2 separate regions of the Mus musculus genome follow, and region 1 is linked to region 2. Evidence: chromatin contacts called from public Hi-C data. All regions are on one chromosome and are shown on one strand. The core of a region is the stretch at or near the end of the contact, and the rest is flanking DNA. Distances in the headings are between cores, read along the strand shown.

Region 1 (7,192 bases), core at 605-3,104, 130 kb before region 2:
CACATCTTCTTAAATTGCTGATCAGCCCCTTAGTATGGCGGGAAATGAGGGGAAAGGGGTTTCCTGCAGCTGACACAGAGCAGTTATTCCACTCTGCAGCAGGCACGTAGTCTATTTCAAGGATATGGCTGCTCAGAGCAGTCCGTATTCTCACCCAAGTTTTCAAGTGGAGACTAAGCTGGTCTCCCCTGAGAAGCTCCTGGGGGAGGGCGGCATTCCAAAGCTTCGCTAGCCTAAGGCAGTCCCTGCAAAGCTTCCCTGTGTTTGCAGCTGAGAGATTAGAAATAGTGAGAGAGCAGAAGAGAATCAGGCGTCAAATAAAAGTGGAACATGAGTTCTAAAAATTATTTAATTTATTGAAAATAGTACACTGTAAAGGGCAGAACACAGTAGCAAACATACTGCTGTTTTTTTTTTTCCTCCTCTCAAGTAGCCCAGGTTGGCCCTAAGATTACTGTGTAGCCTTGAACTCCTGATCCTCCTGCCTCCATCTCTCAAGCGCTGGGATTACAGGGAATACCACCGAGCTGGGCTGTAGCATACAGGTTTTTTGTTTGTTTGTTTTGTTTTGTTTTGTTTTTTGAGACAGGGTTTCTCTGTGTAGCCCTGGTTGTCCTAGAACTCACTTTGTAGACCAGGCTGACCTCAAACTCAGAAATCCACGCACCTCTGCCTCCCTGGTGCTGGGATTAAAGGCGTGCGCCCCCATGCCCGACTCGTGTGCTGTAAGCGTGGATTTCAGGTGATGCTCTGATCACCACTACAGAATTCCTTAAACGTTTCTGTATGTTCACATTTTTTGATTATGTGAGGCTAGGGGGTAATATGAAATTTGAGTAAGGATATTAGTGGGGAAAATGAAATTTAAAGATTTGTACAGCTTCCTGGCTTTCATAACTTCTGTTTATATAAGATGTTAACGGAGTAGTTGATGGTTCTAGAAACATGAACAAAAGAAAGTTTTAAAAAATGATGAGCTGGGCAACAGTGGCATCACCTTTAATCATAGGGCCCATGAGGCAGGAGGATGGCTGTGAGTTCAAAGTCAGCGTGGCCTGCAGAGCACTTTCTAGGACAGCCAGGCTACACAGAGAAACACTGTTGAAAGGAAGGGGGGCAGGGAAGGAGGGAGGAAGGAAGGAAGGGGATGTGATGACACAATTCTCTAATCCCAGTACTCCCGAGTCAGCCACAGGCAAAGCTTTGTGAGTTTGAGGCTGATGCCAAGGCTACATAGTGAGTTCCAGGACAGCCAAGGCTACATAGTGAGATCTACCACCTCCCCGCCCGCGCCCCCCCCCAAAAAAAACAACCCAAGAAAACTACACACAAACAATAAAGGTGAAGTTGAGGCAGGGGAGACTGCCTCAAACAAATGAAAAGGAAAGGAAAGAAAGGAAAAGAGCTAAGTGTAGACTGAGTGATTGTGTCTTTGCAAAAATACTTCTAACCCCACTAACTCCGTGTAAAAAACCCACAGCCCAGTGATTATATGTATAAGCCATACGCCTAGATTGGGCAGCTCTACCACCACTCTACTCTCTACCCCAGCTAGGAGACCCCTTGCTACCTTCAGCTTCTCCAAGCCACGTGGTTCTGCTCCATCTTCCTCCCACCTCCTCTTCCTCCATCCTTCTCTCTCTGTCCCTCATTCTCTCTGACCTCCAGTCCCACCTTTCCCTTCCACTATCCAGACACAGGCTCTAGTCTTTATTGACCAGTTCGATTGGGGGAGGGGGGAGAAGATTCACATGAAATCACGTGAGTATGTGATCCACTCCTGTCAGGGCGGCCCCTCTTGAGGAAGCAGAATTATCAGAGTACAAACAGGCCCAGGGCAACCCACAACAGCTCTCACTGCTGTATCCTGACACTGCTGCTGCGCTTTATCTCTAGAGTAGTTCAAAGTGATCATTCTCTGCCTGCCTGCCTGCCTGCCCTGCCTCCTTCCTGCCTGCCTGCCTTCCTTCCTTCCTTCCTTCCTTCCTCTTTTTTTAGACAGTAGCGATTGAACTGAAATTCTCTATGCTTCAATTGGAATACAAACTTGTTCAGCCATGCATGTTTCATTATTTTTTATTTTATTCTTTACTTTTATTATTTTATGAGTGCTTTGTGCGCGGCAGATGCCAGAAGAGCATGCCAGATTCCCTGGGACTGGAGTTACAGTTGATTCTCAAACACCATGTGGGTGCTGGAAATTGAACCCAGGTCCTCTTCAAGAGGAACACGTGTCCTTCACCGCTGAACACTGCCCCTCTACGGCCCCTCCTTTTCATGATGTTGGCCTGTTCCCATGGTGGTCACAAAATATGAATGGTTTCTACTAAGTGGAGAAAGGCCAGAGCATTCCGGTCAATGAAGTGAGTCAGAGGGAAGCGAACAAAGCCAAACCTGCACTTAAGTTTCTGTGAGGGTCTGCAGGCTCAGCCCCAGCTCACGCTGTTCACGCTGCGCGCACGCGTGCGTGCGTGCGTGTGTGTGTGTGTGTGTGTGTGTGCAGGAAGTCAGGAGCTGCTGTTTCCTTCTGGGGCTGGAGAAGAAACCCAGCCTCTGGCAGCACTTGCTGCTCTTGCACAGGACCTGAGTTTGATTCCTAGCACTCAGTTAGGTGGCTCACAGTATCTGCAACTCCAGCTCTCGGGGTCACAGACCCTTCTGGCTCCCAAGGACACCTCCACATACACACAAATAAAACTTAAAAGAAAGCTATTTATTGAAGTGAACTGTTTTTTTTTTTTTAAAGATTTATTTATTATATGTAAGTACACTGTAGCTGTCTTCAGACACACCAGAAGAGGGAGTCAGTTCTTGTTACAGATGGTTGTGAGCCACCATGTGGTTGCTGGGATTTGAACTCTGGACCTTTGGAAGAGCAGTCGGGTGCTCTTACCCACTGAGCCACCTCGCCAGCCCGAATTGTTTATTTTTATGAATGAATTATCATCTTTCTTTATGGAAAACTGGGACTTTACGGGACAACCAGCACTTTACGAATGGAGTCAAACACTGGTATGGTTTGGTTTTGCTTTTTGATCCCAGCTTGGCCTCAGACTTCTTGTATAGCTGAGGCTGACCTTGAACTCTTATCCTCGTGCCTCCACCGATGAAATCCTGAGATTAGAAGCATGTGCCACTGTACCCAGCCTGTTTTGTTCTTACCTAACGTGTGCTGTGAACGTATTTTCTATGACAGAAATGAAATTTCTTTCCTTCAGCTTTAAGTAAAGTTAACAAGTGGTTTAAAATAAGCATTTACAGTCATGTACATTTGTATGTAAGCACAGGCATTGCTCACCGGTTCAGACGGGTGCCTAAACCAGCAGTTCCCTCACTGGGCACCAGGTGGCACTTTCCTGATGTACAAGGAAGTAACGCCAGGCTTGAAGCCTGAGTCTTGCTCTGCTGACACAGGTGCCTTGATTGGCAGGCCGCTGGTGGATCTCAGTCATTTCTCAGATTCAGTTTGCTTGGCTCCTTGCTCGTTTCACTGCCAGGTTCAGTGCTCAGACGTAGTGCGGGTGCTGAGCAAATGGGTAAATGTCTTCGCTCTCCCACCAGTAACATCTCTTTGTGCGTTTTGGGCAAGCGGCAATGTCCTCCAGTATTGACAAGCCCAGCATCCGAGTTGCTGGCTTCTGCACTTTCCGTTGGATCTCATAGACAAAGACATTTGCCATGCTGTGTTCTAAGAAAGCCGTTCTCAGCAGAGACCTCCGGTATTCCTGTTAAAGTGTGGAAGCACGGGCCGTGTGCTTTGGTATCTGCTGCTGTCTAAGCAGAAGGGTGAGCTCTATGGTGTCCCAGCCAGCTTCCAGAACCTGCGTGGAGCTTGATTCTATTTGAAAGGACTTCACCTTTCACACTTCCTTGTCCATTCCAACCATGCTTCTACTTTCTGTTCCTTGGCCTTGGGACCTTCTGAGTATCACCTACTTTCTCCTTTTTTATGCTATCAGGAACTGAATCTAAACCTTGTACATGCTAAGCAAGTGTCCTCTCTGAGTTGTTCCCTTAGCCCCTTGAGCTTCATCTGCCAGAGGAGGTTGTTAACATTGACATTCTGCATTTGCTCAGTCAGCCATCGGATTTTGAGTTTCTCTTCTGGGCTGGTCTCTCCTCCAGGAGCTCACAGGCTGCTGGGAGAGGAGACTTGCCTCATCTTAGAATAGGAAGTACGAGTGCATGGCCTAGGGCTGGATGGCGGCTAAGGCTGGACAACATATGTGTCATAATTTATGCCACTGAGCTGCGTGCCGGGATGTAGTTCACATGTAAATGTCATGTATGTATTTTACCGTAATTTAAAAATTAAAGTAAAGCAGGGATGGGGGCACAGCCCGGGTGGTGAGGTGCTGAGGGCCTGAGTTTGGTCCCAGGAATCCACAGAAAAAGCTGGGTGCAGAGGCACATACTTGGAATCCCAGTGGTGGGAGGTGAGAACAGGCAGATGCCCAGAACTCACTGTCCAGCCTCACTAGTCAAGTCGAGACCCTGTCTCAAGCAAGTGTGGGTGGCTCCTGGGTTAAGAACTGAAGGTGTGCTGGGCAGTGGTGGCATGTGCCTTTAATCCCAGCACTTGGGAGGCAGAGGCAGGCAGATTTCTGAGTTCGAGGCCAGCCTGGTCTACAGAGTGAGTTCCAGGACAGCCAGGGCTATACAGAGAAACCCTGTCTCAAAAAAAAAACCAAAAACCAAAAGACAAACAAAAAAGTGTCCCTTGGCCTCTACTGCATGCATATACATATATGCAAACACATACACACACAACTGGGAGGAGAATGCATACAAAGGATGCATGGCACATAGTAGGGCCTCAGAAGTGCTTATGTGTATTCCCTTTTTGTTATGGGTTTGTTCACATTTGATCCCTGAGTTCAAATCTCAGCAACCATATGGTGGCTTACAACCATCTGTAATGAGATTGACACCCTCTTCTGGGTTGTCTGAAGACAGATACAGTATACTTATGTATAAATAAATCTTTGGGCTGGAGTGAGCAGGGACCAAGCGAGCAGGGTTGGCTGGAGCGAGCAGAGGTCCTAAATTCAATTCTCAACAACTACATGAAGGCCCACAACTATCTATACAGCTACAGTATACTCATATACATAAATAAATAAAAATTTTTAAAAAAGGTTAGATTGAGGGTACCTGAGCCTCATTTCCTTATCCTGTATTTAGGCACCCTTCCCTAAATCCATTGAGATTTTACTACCTAAAGCCAGGTGGTGGGGGCACACGCCTTTACTCCCAGCACAGGGGTAGGCAGATCTGTTAAGTTTGAGGTCAGCCTGGTTTACAGAGGAACTTCACAGACAGCCAAAGCTACACAGAGAAACATTATCTCAAAAAACACAAACTCTTTTTTTTTTTTTTTAAACATTACAAACTAGGTGGTGGTAGCTCAATCCTGGGAGGCAGAGGGCGGGGGATCTGTGTGAGTTTAAGACCAGCCTGGGCTACATAGAGAGACCCCTGTCTCAAAAAATCAAAATAAATAAATAAATAAATAAGGGTCCTTAAGGGTTTCTTAAGGGTCAAGGCTCTGGGTGTCTCCAGAGGAGAATGGCACCACCCACACAAACCAAGTGGTCGCTGTGCTGCTCGAGAGAACGAGAGAACGCTAATCCCAAAGTCATTTACTTTGGCTTTAGAGCAGATTTAGAGTATGTGTCAGATTTTTCTGCCTAATTACTTTTTGCTTAAGCTTATTTTAAATTGGTTTTAAATTCCTTTAGTACTGCAGCCTAGGAAGTAGGGGGCGAAGAAATGGGCGTCAGATGAGAGCTGGCCTGGAATTCCCATTTCCCCCAGTTAAAGCCCCCTGGCCGGCTGCTCGCCGAGCATTAACGTCTTAAGAGTACACTTACTCTTTGATCCAGTAATTCCACTCCTAGGAATTTTTCTCAAAGAAACAAGCAAGCGTGCAGAACGCAGGGACAAGGGCGTGCGTCTACAACACACATCAGCAAAAAGGAAAGCCAACTGCTTAATAAAGCATGCAGTCATCTCTACATGGTGTCAACATAGTGGACTTTGGAGCTGTTTGCCATGTCTTTAAAATGAGAGAGAGAGAGAGAGAGAGCGTGTAGTCCTTCACACAGTGAGAGCCCAGCGAGGGAGGGCGGACTGTTTCCATTCATTTTGATAGTGTGTGATAAAATGGTCACCGAGCTTGCGCCTCTTTTTTTTTTAAAGTTTTCTGCTTAAGCATATCATGCTTTGTCATTAAAAAGCATGTATATATGTATACACATAAACACACACACACACACACACACACACACACACAAACACGCATGCACACATACCTGCCGCTTTTGTGGCTGCCTGTGATGGCTCATGTTATTACCCCAGCACTCAGGAGGATGAAAGTCAGGAGGAGCAGGAGTTGAAGGCTTGTCTTGAGCTATGTAAGACTCTGTCTCAAAGAACAACAGAAAGTAGAAGCCAGAGAGATTACTCAACAGGGAAAGGTGCCTGCTCCAAGCCTGATGGGTGCAGATTCCCGGGACCTACATGGTGGGAGGAAAGAATTGACCCTTTCAGGTTGTCTTCTGACCTCCACATGCGTGCTATGGCACATGTGCCTAACATAAAATAAGTCAAATGTAATAAAAAACATTGAAAACAAAAATTAAGACAAGAGCTGGGAGTGGTGGCGCACGCCTTTAATCCCAGCACTTGGGAGGCAGAGGCAGACGGATTTGAGCTCAAGGCCAGCGTGGTCTACAGAGTGAGTACTAGGACAGCCAGGGCTATACAGAGAAACCCTGTCTCAAGAAACCAAAAATAAAATAAGTAAGAGGTTGCAGGCCAGGCATTGTGGTTCATGCTGTACTCTAAGCTAGGCAGGAGGCTGAGGCGAGAGAATGGGGTGTACAAGGCCAGTCCGGGCTACAAAGGCAATAGAATAAGTAAGTCACTGTTTCAAACAAAACACCTATAATTGTAGTAAAATGTTTGTATGTAATGCCTACAAAGTGTTTTATCCCGGGGCAGGGGGTAAGTACTCACCACAGGTTCCTAAGTGTCTGCAGTATATTAGGATCACATTCACCCCACTCTCCTTCCCACTGAACCCCCTTCTCCTTTTGCCTCCAGTCCTCCTCCCTCCTCTCCTCGGGTCACTGAGTTGAAGTTGTCGCAGCTTGGTGGCTGGTACTTACTGCAGCATGGGCAGCTAAAG
Region 2 (6,723 bases), core at 3,044-5,543:
TGTGGGTGTGGAGGTCAGAGAACAACTTTCAAGGTTCGTTCTTCCACCGTGGGTTCGTCTCCCGAGTGCTGTGATCAGAGCCTTGGCAGCTCTGGTTAGGTTTTAAACTCTGCTTCCAGTCCCTTGGTGTAGAAGGCCCCAAAGGAAGAGCAGCATCCAGCTTGCCCTCCACACACTTGGGATGCCCCGGTCAGGTGGGCTGTGCCTCCTTTGATGCCTCCGACATTCCATTTTATAGACACACCACCAAAAGAGCCTCCCCCAGGCAGCCATGCGGATGCCTGCAGCCCAATCTTGTGTGTCTCACTGAAGGAAGGAGGCTTCTCTAACTCCCCCACCTAGCTGCACTCTCTAGGCCTGGTCGGTGGATGGCTTCGTTGGGCAGAGAGCACAAAGAAAGAAAGGGCATTCGGGCTGTCCAAGGGTCAGGCGGCGGGTTATGTGCAAACCAAGGGCAATTTCCTGCTTCCAGGGAAAGAGAATTAATTGCCACCATCTGCTCCCAGGGGCCGTGGCCCGCTGAAGGGGCTCCTGAGCTAGGGGAGGCTTGAGGCCTGGCGTGTTTACCAAGTGCTCCCCAGGGGCCTAGCTGGTCTTGTACTTAGCTGTGCTGCATGGTTCTCAGTCTGCTCGGCCCTCCTCAGAGCCCACTATGGATCCACATGAGCTGCCCACCTCAGCCTGGAGTTGCAGATTAGGGACATGAACGCCCTGCCACTGAAGTCACAGGGGAAGAAAGGGACTGGGAAACTCAGCTGCTTCCAAACGCCTGGATCCACAGAGGAGGAAGCAGGGCAAGGGGCAGGGAGGACCAGAAACCATGTCCCACCATGTCCCACCATGTCCCACTATGTCCCACCATGTCCCACCATGTCCCACAGGGCTGTAGGTGGGCCCCTGGGGTCTACCCTGTTCAACTGGTAGGTCAGAGCTAGGCTACTAAGACTAACTAAGTCTCTGGTTGTTTCTTTCTCTGTTTTAGACAGGGTCTTGGCATCCAATTCTGCGTCAGTCCTCTTGCCTCTGCCTCCCAAATGGCGGAATTATAGGAATGCATCACCATTACTGGCTTGTGCCATAGAGTTTTGTTTTGTGACAGCCTCGTGGACTTCAATCATGAAGATGACTTTGAACTTCTGATCCTTCCCTCAGGTTCTGGAATAGCAAGCACGGTCAGCCACCCACCCGTATGTCAGAGAGATGCAGCATGAGCTATGGACACAAGCTTCACCTGTGAGGAGCCACAGAGCTACTTACTTTATTTGTTTGCTTGTTTGTTTATTCATTTGTTTGTTTGGTTTTTGTTTGGTTGGTTTTGGTTTTTGGTTGGTTTTTTTTCTTTCTTTTTTTTTTTTTTTTTTTTTTTTTTTTTTTGGTTTTTCGAGACAGGGTTTCTCTGTGTAGCCCTGGCTGTCCTGGAACTCACTTTGTAGACCAGGCTGGCCTCGAACTCAGAAATCTGCCTGCCTCTGCCTCCTGAGTGCTGGGATTCAAGTTGTGCACCACCACTGCTCGGCCGACTTACTTATTTTAAATTTTATTTTTAAATTCTATGTGAGTGTCTTGCTACATCCTTTCCTGTGCACACCAGGCATGCAAGGCTCAGGGTGGAAGACGGTGTCAGATCCCCTGGAACTAGAGTCACGGAGGGCTGTGAGCCACCACGTGGGTTCTAGGGATTGAACCTGGGTCCTTGGCAAGAACAGCCAGTGCTCTTAACTGCTGAGCCATCTCTCCAGCCCCCTATTTATTTATTTATTTATTTATTTATTTATGCTTATTTATTTCTTTTTAAGACAGGGCCTCCTATTGCTCTGGCTGGTCTCAAACTTAATAAATAGGCAGAGGTGGCCTTGAACTACTGATCTTCCTGCCTCTACCGATCCAGTCTTGAATTGGAAGGATCACAACACTGGGGTTATGCAGCTCTGGATATCGAACCCAGGGCCTCATGAACACTAGGCTGGCCCTCTACCGAATTGTGCTTCATCCCCAATAGTAAAAGCCAAAATAAAAAACCATTTTAAAAGGTGGGGTGTGATGTGGGGAGGATTAATATATTTAACTCAATATATTTAAAGCATCATTGCGACGTATCATTAATGTTGGGAAAGAGCTCGACATTTTGTCCTTTTCCATGGAAAGCCTTTGAGAGACAGTATAAATGTTGAACCTGGAGTATACATCTCACTTTGGTTTAGGCATGTTCAGATGTGGAGCAGCCACAACGAGGCGGATCAGAGCCGGGAGCCTTCCTGCCTGCAGCTGGCCAGCCCTCCGCTGGGAGCTGATTTGATTTCCTCGGACAGTGGACAGTCACACCAGGAGGTCAGCTCTTGTTTTTTTCTTGCAGTGAGTCAATTAGCCCTTGAGCCTGGGAGCTGTGCTCGGCCACCACAGTGCTGGTCTCTGCCTGGAGGGCTTCTGGAAAGGAGTTGGAGCCCTATGGCTCAGACCAGCTGCTGTCTGAGTACCTTCCACCACTCCACCCCACCTCCCACAGCTACTGCCTCCCGGGAAGTGCCCTGTCTCAAAGGTGAAGACAGCTGTGTGGACACCCAGGCTGGGGGGGAAGGTGGTAGTTAGTGCGGACCTCTGGGCTATGCAGTCACTTAAATAGCCCCTTGGGAGGAGAGCTGATTGCAGGCGTGACATTAGTGTTTAGAAGGAAATTGTCACCGGGATTGAAATGGGGGAGGGCTGGGACAAAGGCTGAGTGGTTTGCACCCTTGATGACATCTCACTAATCATTTTGTGCCTGGAGCAGTGGGCATCGTAGGCCACTGTGTTTCCTGTGGCTGTTGGCTCTGCCAGGTCCTCCCTCCGCCTTCTTCGGCTCCCTTTGCTACTAGCAACCTCTTTCAGGAGCTGAAAATGGAATCTTCTCTCTACTTCAGTGGCCATGATCAGTAGCTTCTTGGTGAGATGCAGCCAAAAGACGGCTGGGCCTCTTCTGTTGCACCGAGGCCCTGCTAGAAATAGGAGTTGACTTGGCGTCAGATGTGAGAGACAAGCCACTAAATCTTTTTTTTTTTTAAAGATTTATTTTACTAATATATACAGTACACTGTAGCTGTCTTCAGACACTCCAGAAGAGGGAGTCAGATCTTGTTGCGGATGGTTGTGAGCTACCATGTGGTTGCTGGGATTTGAACTCTGGACCTTCGGAAGAGCAGTCGGGTGCTCTTACCCACTGAGCCATCTCACCAGCCCCCCCCCTTTTTTTTTAAGATTTATTTATATGAGTACACTATAGTTGTTTCCAGACACACCCGAAGAGAGCATCAGATCCCTTTACAGATGGTTGTGAGCCACCATGTGGTTGCTGGGAATTGAACTTAAGACCTTTGGAAGAGCAGTCAGTGCTCTTAACCACTGAGCCATCTCTCCAGCCCCATGCCACTAAATCTTAAGACAATGTGATCATCAGACAGTCTGTCTGACTTGGTAGAAACCACAAGGACTAGTCAGTGGCTTTTCTACCTGGAAACCAGACAAAGTAACAAGCAGGGTACTTGTGGACTTCAGAGACCTGCGGCTCCTCTACAGGGCTGATCAATTCTGGTCGTGACTTGAGAAGGTATGCATTGGGTAGCCTGGCCTCTCAGAAGCTAGTCTGAGTTCCTATCTGAACATGGAGAACCAGCTGGGTGGCACCCGCATTTTAAAAATAGATTTGAGAGCAGTTATGGTGGTTCCCACCTGTAATGACAGCACTTGGGAGGCTGAGGCGGGGAGGTTGGTTGCCAGCTTGGGTTACAGAGCAAAAGCCTCTCTCAAGCTTAAAAGAAAAAAAAAAGATAGCTGTCTGATGTGAATGTCTACTAGCACTCCGTGGGAGACAGAGCAAGGCCCGGGTGGCCCCACCTCTCCACTTCTCCACCTCTCCTGGCAGGCCGAGCTATGGGTGGGGGCCCGGTTGATAGTGGACCTCTGTGCAAGAGCCTTTGAGGTTGGCTAACCCCAGCTCTAGGACCCGCTGAGCCAGGACCTGAACAAGTGCTTGAGTCAGTCTGTCTCGCTATGCTCCAGCCTGGCCACTTCCCCACCTGGGTGTGATCCCCGCTCTCTGGCTGGGCATGTGGGTGTAACAAGTCCAAACCTCCGTGGGAGTCGTACGGGCGCCCCGCCCCTGGGCTGTGCCCTCTCCTCCCAGACTGGTTGTGCAGGAGCTGGCTGCGCACGTCGGGGCGGGCGCTGGGGCATGCGCGGGCCGGGCCTGGCAGAGACACCGCACCTGCAGGGAGGAGCCTCCCAGAAACTGCCTTCCCCGACCGCCGCCCCACCTCCCCAGAGCCCGGCTAGTAGCCAGCGAGGACGCGCGTCGCCTTCCCGCCGCCCTCCTCCCAGGAGAGCCCAGCCTGAGCCGGCACCTGCTTCACCACCATGTTCAAGGGGCTGAGCAAAGGCTCCCAGGGGAAGGGGTCCCCCAAGGGCTCCCCAGCCAAGGGGTCCCCTAAGGGCTCCCCCAACAAGCACAATCGGTGAGTGGGGCCCTGGGTAGCGGTGCTGGGATCAGGGTGGTGCAGGGCCCAGGTATGTTCCAACTACCTGTTGGCGGCAGAGCTCAGTTCTGGCATTTGGTGTCCTTAGGCTAAGGGCCCAAGGGCCTCTCTCCTGCCTGTGGCCCAGGTTGAGCAAGGGATGGATAGCCTGCTGCCACCCACATTCTCCTGCGGATGAGGGATGTTGGGGGGCACAGGGGAAGGGTGCCCTTTCAGAGGTGCGGGACGGGATGGCTGGGACCAGCAGAATCTGGCTCCCTGTTTTGGCACGCAACCCTGATGGTGCACTTGGGTTGGCTAAATCTTGGAGTGAGTGTGGATTCAGGGTGGGCAGGAGTAAGAGGCTCAAGAGAGAGAGGGCTTTCTGAGCTGGAGTACACCCCACCTAAACCACTTTCCCCCCAGGTCCCAACCCTGGGTCTTGTCTGTCTCCTTCAAGAGTCAGGAGGCCTTTCTCATGGGGGTGACAGGAGGTGGTGGTGCCATGCTCTGATCAGTGGCTCTCTGCAGAGAGAACTGACCACGTTCATCCCACTCACTGGCCCCAAGCCCTCTCTAGGAGATGGCAGCCTGCCTGGATTCAGGTGTCGGTCGGGGTGCAGAGGTGTCAAGATAAGAGTGTAGATGAAAGGCAAAGATCCAGGTACCCATTACCTCGACAGTGATCAGGGTGCCAACCCAGAGGCTGGGCATCTGGGCCAACAGGAAAGACAGTGCTTAAGACTCTCACTGCAGTGACCTGTCTCCCTGAGGCACTGCGCCCAGCCCAGGGTGGGGTGCATAGCTCCCAGCAGAAGCATCTCTGTCAGGAGGCCCAACCTGAGGCTGGGCTCTCCCTGGAGTCCCAGAAGCGTCCTGGTCCCAGTCCCAGACTCCTGTAACTTCATTCACACGTCCTGCTGAGGGCTCCTTGTTCCCCTCAGAGGTGTCAACTCCTTGAGCTCTTCTTTATGCCCAGACTGCCCTAGCCTCTGGGAATGCCCTAGCCAGCAAAACACTGGCATCCCTACCTTGAAAGTGCTCGCTTCCGTACAATAAAAATTAACACGTTGCCTTTAATCTCAGCACTCCAGACAGAGGCAGAGACTAGCGGATCTGTGTGTTGGAGGCTAGGCCAGCTAGGGCCACACAGTGAGATTGGGGCCTGGAGAGATGGCTTAATGGCTAAGAGCACTGGCTATTCCAGAGGACCTCTGATCAATTCCCAGCTTCTACATTCATCTTCAGGTCCAGGGAATCCTGTTCTGGTCTCCACAGGCATCAGACGCACACATGATACACAGACATACATTTAGGCAAAACATCCGTACACATAAAAATAAAATGATACATACTGGGTGCTGACTCCAAGGCACTGAGCTGGCTGCTTCCCATGGCTTAATTCTTTAAGTACCTAGGAGACCTTTGTGCTCAGCGCCAGACATGGTGGCACAGGCCAACTTTAATCCTAGCACTCAAGGCTCAGGCAGGCAATCTCTATGAATTTGAGGCTAGCCTGGGCTATATAGTGAGTCTGAGCTAGCCAAGGGTACATAGTGAGAGCCTGTCTCATAGAAGCAGAACAAAACCTGTGCTGAAGATATTAAAGAACCCATGTCCCACACCAGTAATCCAGAACTTGGTAGTCCAGCCTGGACAACACAGTATGTTCCAGGCCAGCCTGGGATATAGAATAAGACTTAGTTGTTGTGGGTTCTTGTTGTTTGGGGGAGGGGAAGAGTATTTTTTATTTTGTTTGTTTGTTTGTTTGTTTGAGACAGGGTTTCTCTGTGTAGAACTCACTCTGTAGACCAGGCTGGCCTCAAACTCACAGAAATGCTCCTGCCTCTGCCTCCCGAGTGCTGGGATAAAAGGCGGGGGCGCCACCACTGCCCTACTGTTGTTTGTCTTTTTAAGGTAAAAAAAAAAAAAATTAAATAAGTAAACCCAAATGTGGTAGCATATGCCTATGGACTCAATACCTCAGAAGGAGGAAGAAGAGGAGGAGGAGGAGGCAGGATGACCGAGCCAGGCCAACCTTGGCTATGTACTGAGTACTCGTAAGAAGGACCAGACCCATCGCGGCCACAGACTTAGTCAGACAATTCTCTTCACTGGCACTCACACTTCCCTGCGGCCCGGAGGGAGTGTGACTCCTGCAGGGTGTTGTGTTCAGGTCTGCCTGATTCACACCCCCAGAGCTCAGGCACACAGTAGGAACTCTGAAAGCTGCAGCCTG

What was found. Hi-C and Micro-C count contacts between places; a contact is called where the count stands out from the background.
Region 1: a Hi-C map of bone marrow-derived macrophages shows a contact between it and region 2, with 35 read pairs. The contact joins the enhancer-like site here to the promoter of Evpl in region 2. A contact is called at or near these places in 4 of 39 promoter capture datasets (the C10 cell line, hematopoietic stem and progenitor cells and liver), 1 of 15 datasets of contacts at CTCF or cohesin (pro-B cells), 27 of 484 Hi-C or Micro-C datasets (the AML12 cell line, CD8 T cells, the HL-1 cell line and 17 more), 4 of 115 datasets of contacts at active chromatin or transcription factors (bone marrow-derived dendritic cells, double positive thymocytes, embryonic stem cells and 1 more) and 3 of 9 other capture datasets (adipose tissue, embryonic stem cells and liver).

What each region holds. Positions count from the first base shown.
Region 1 is chr11:116,364,468-116,371,659 of GRCm38.p6, reverse strand. All of the region lies in intron 2 of Rnf157 (ring finger protein 157), which reads left to right. Among named protein-coding and RNA genes, the nearest start is that of Foxj1, 33 kb to the right of the region's middle. Within about 2 kb of position 1,854, at least 59 of the 459 cell types and tissues checked have an H3K27ac peak or open chromatin away from gene starts, as enhancers often do. A contact at or near this core is called in CD8 T cells, bone marrow-derived macrophages, double positive thymocytes and 2 more, where this site is marked.
Region 2 is chr11:116,235,661-116,242,383 of GRCm38.p6, reverse strand. Evpl (envoplakin) reads left to right here and starts at 4,293. Exons shown (of 22, transcript NM_025276.3): 1 at 4,293-4,484. The coding sequence starts at 4,387. Gm33250 (a long non-coding RNA gene) reads right to left here. Exons shown (of 8, transcript XR_389161.4): 8 at 4,158-4,237.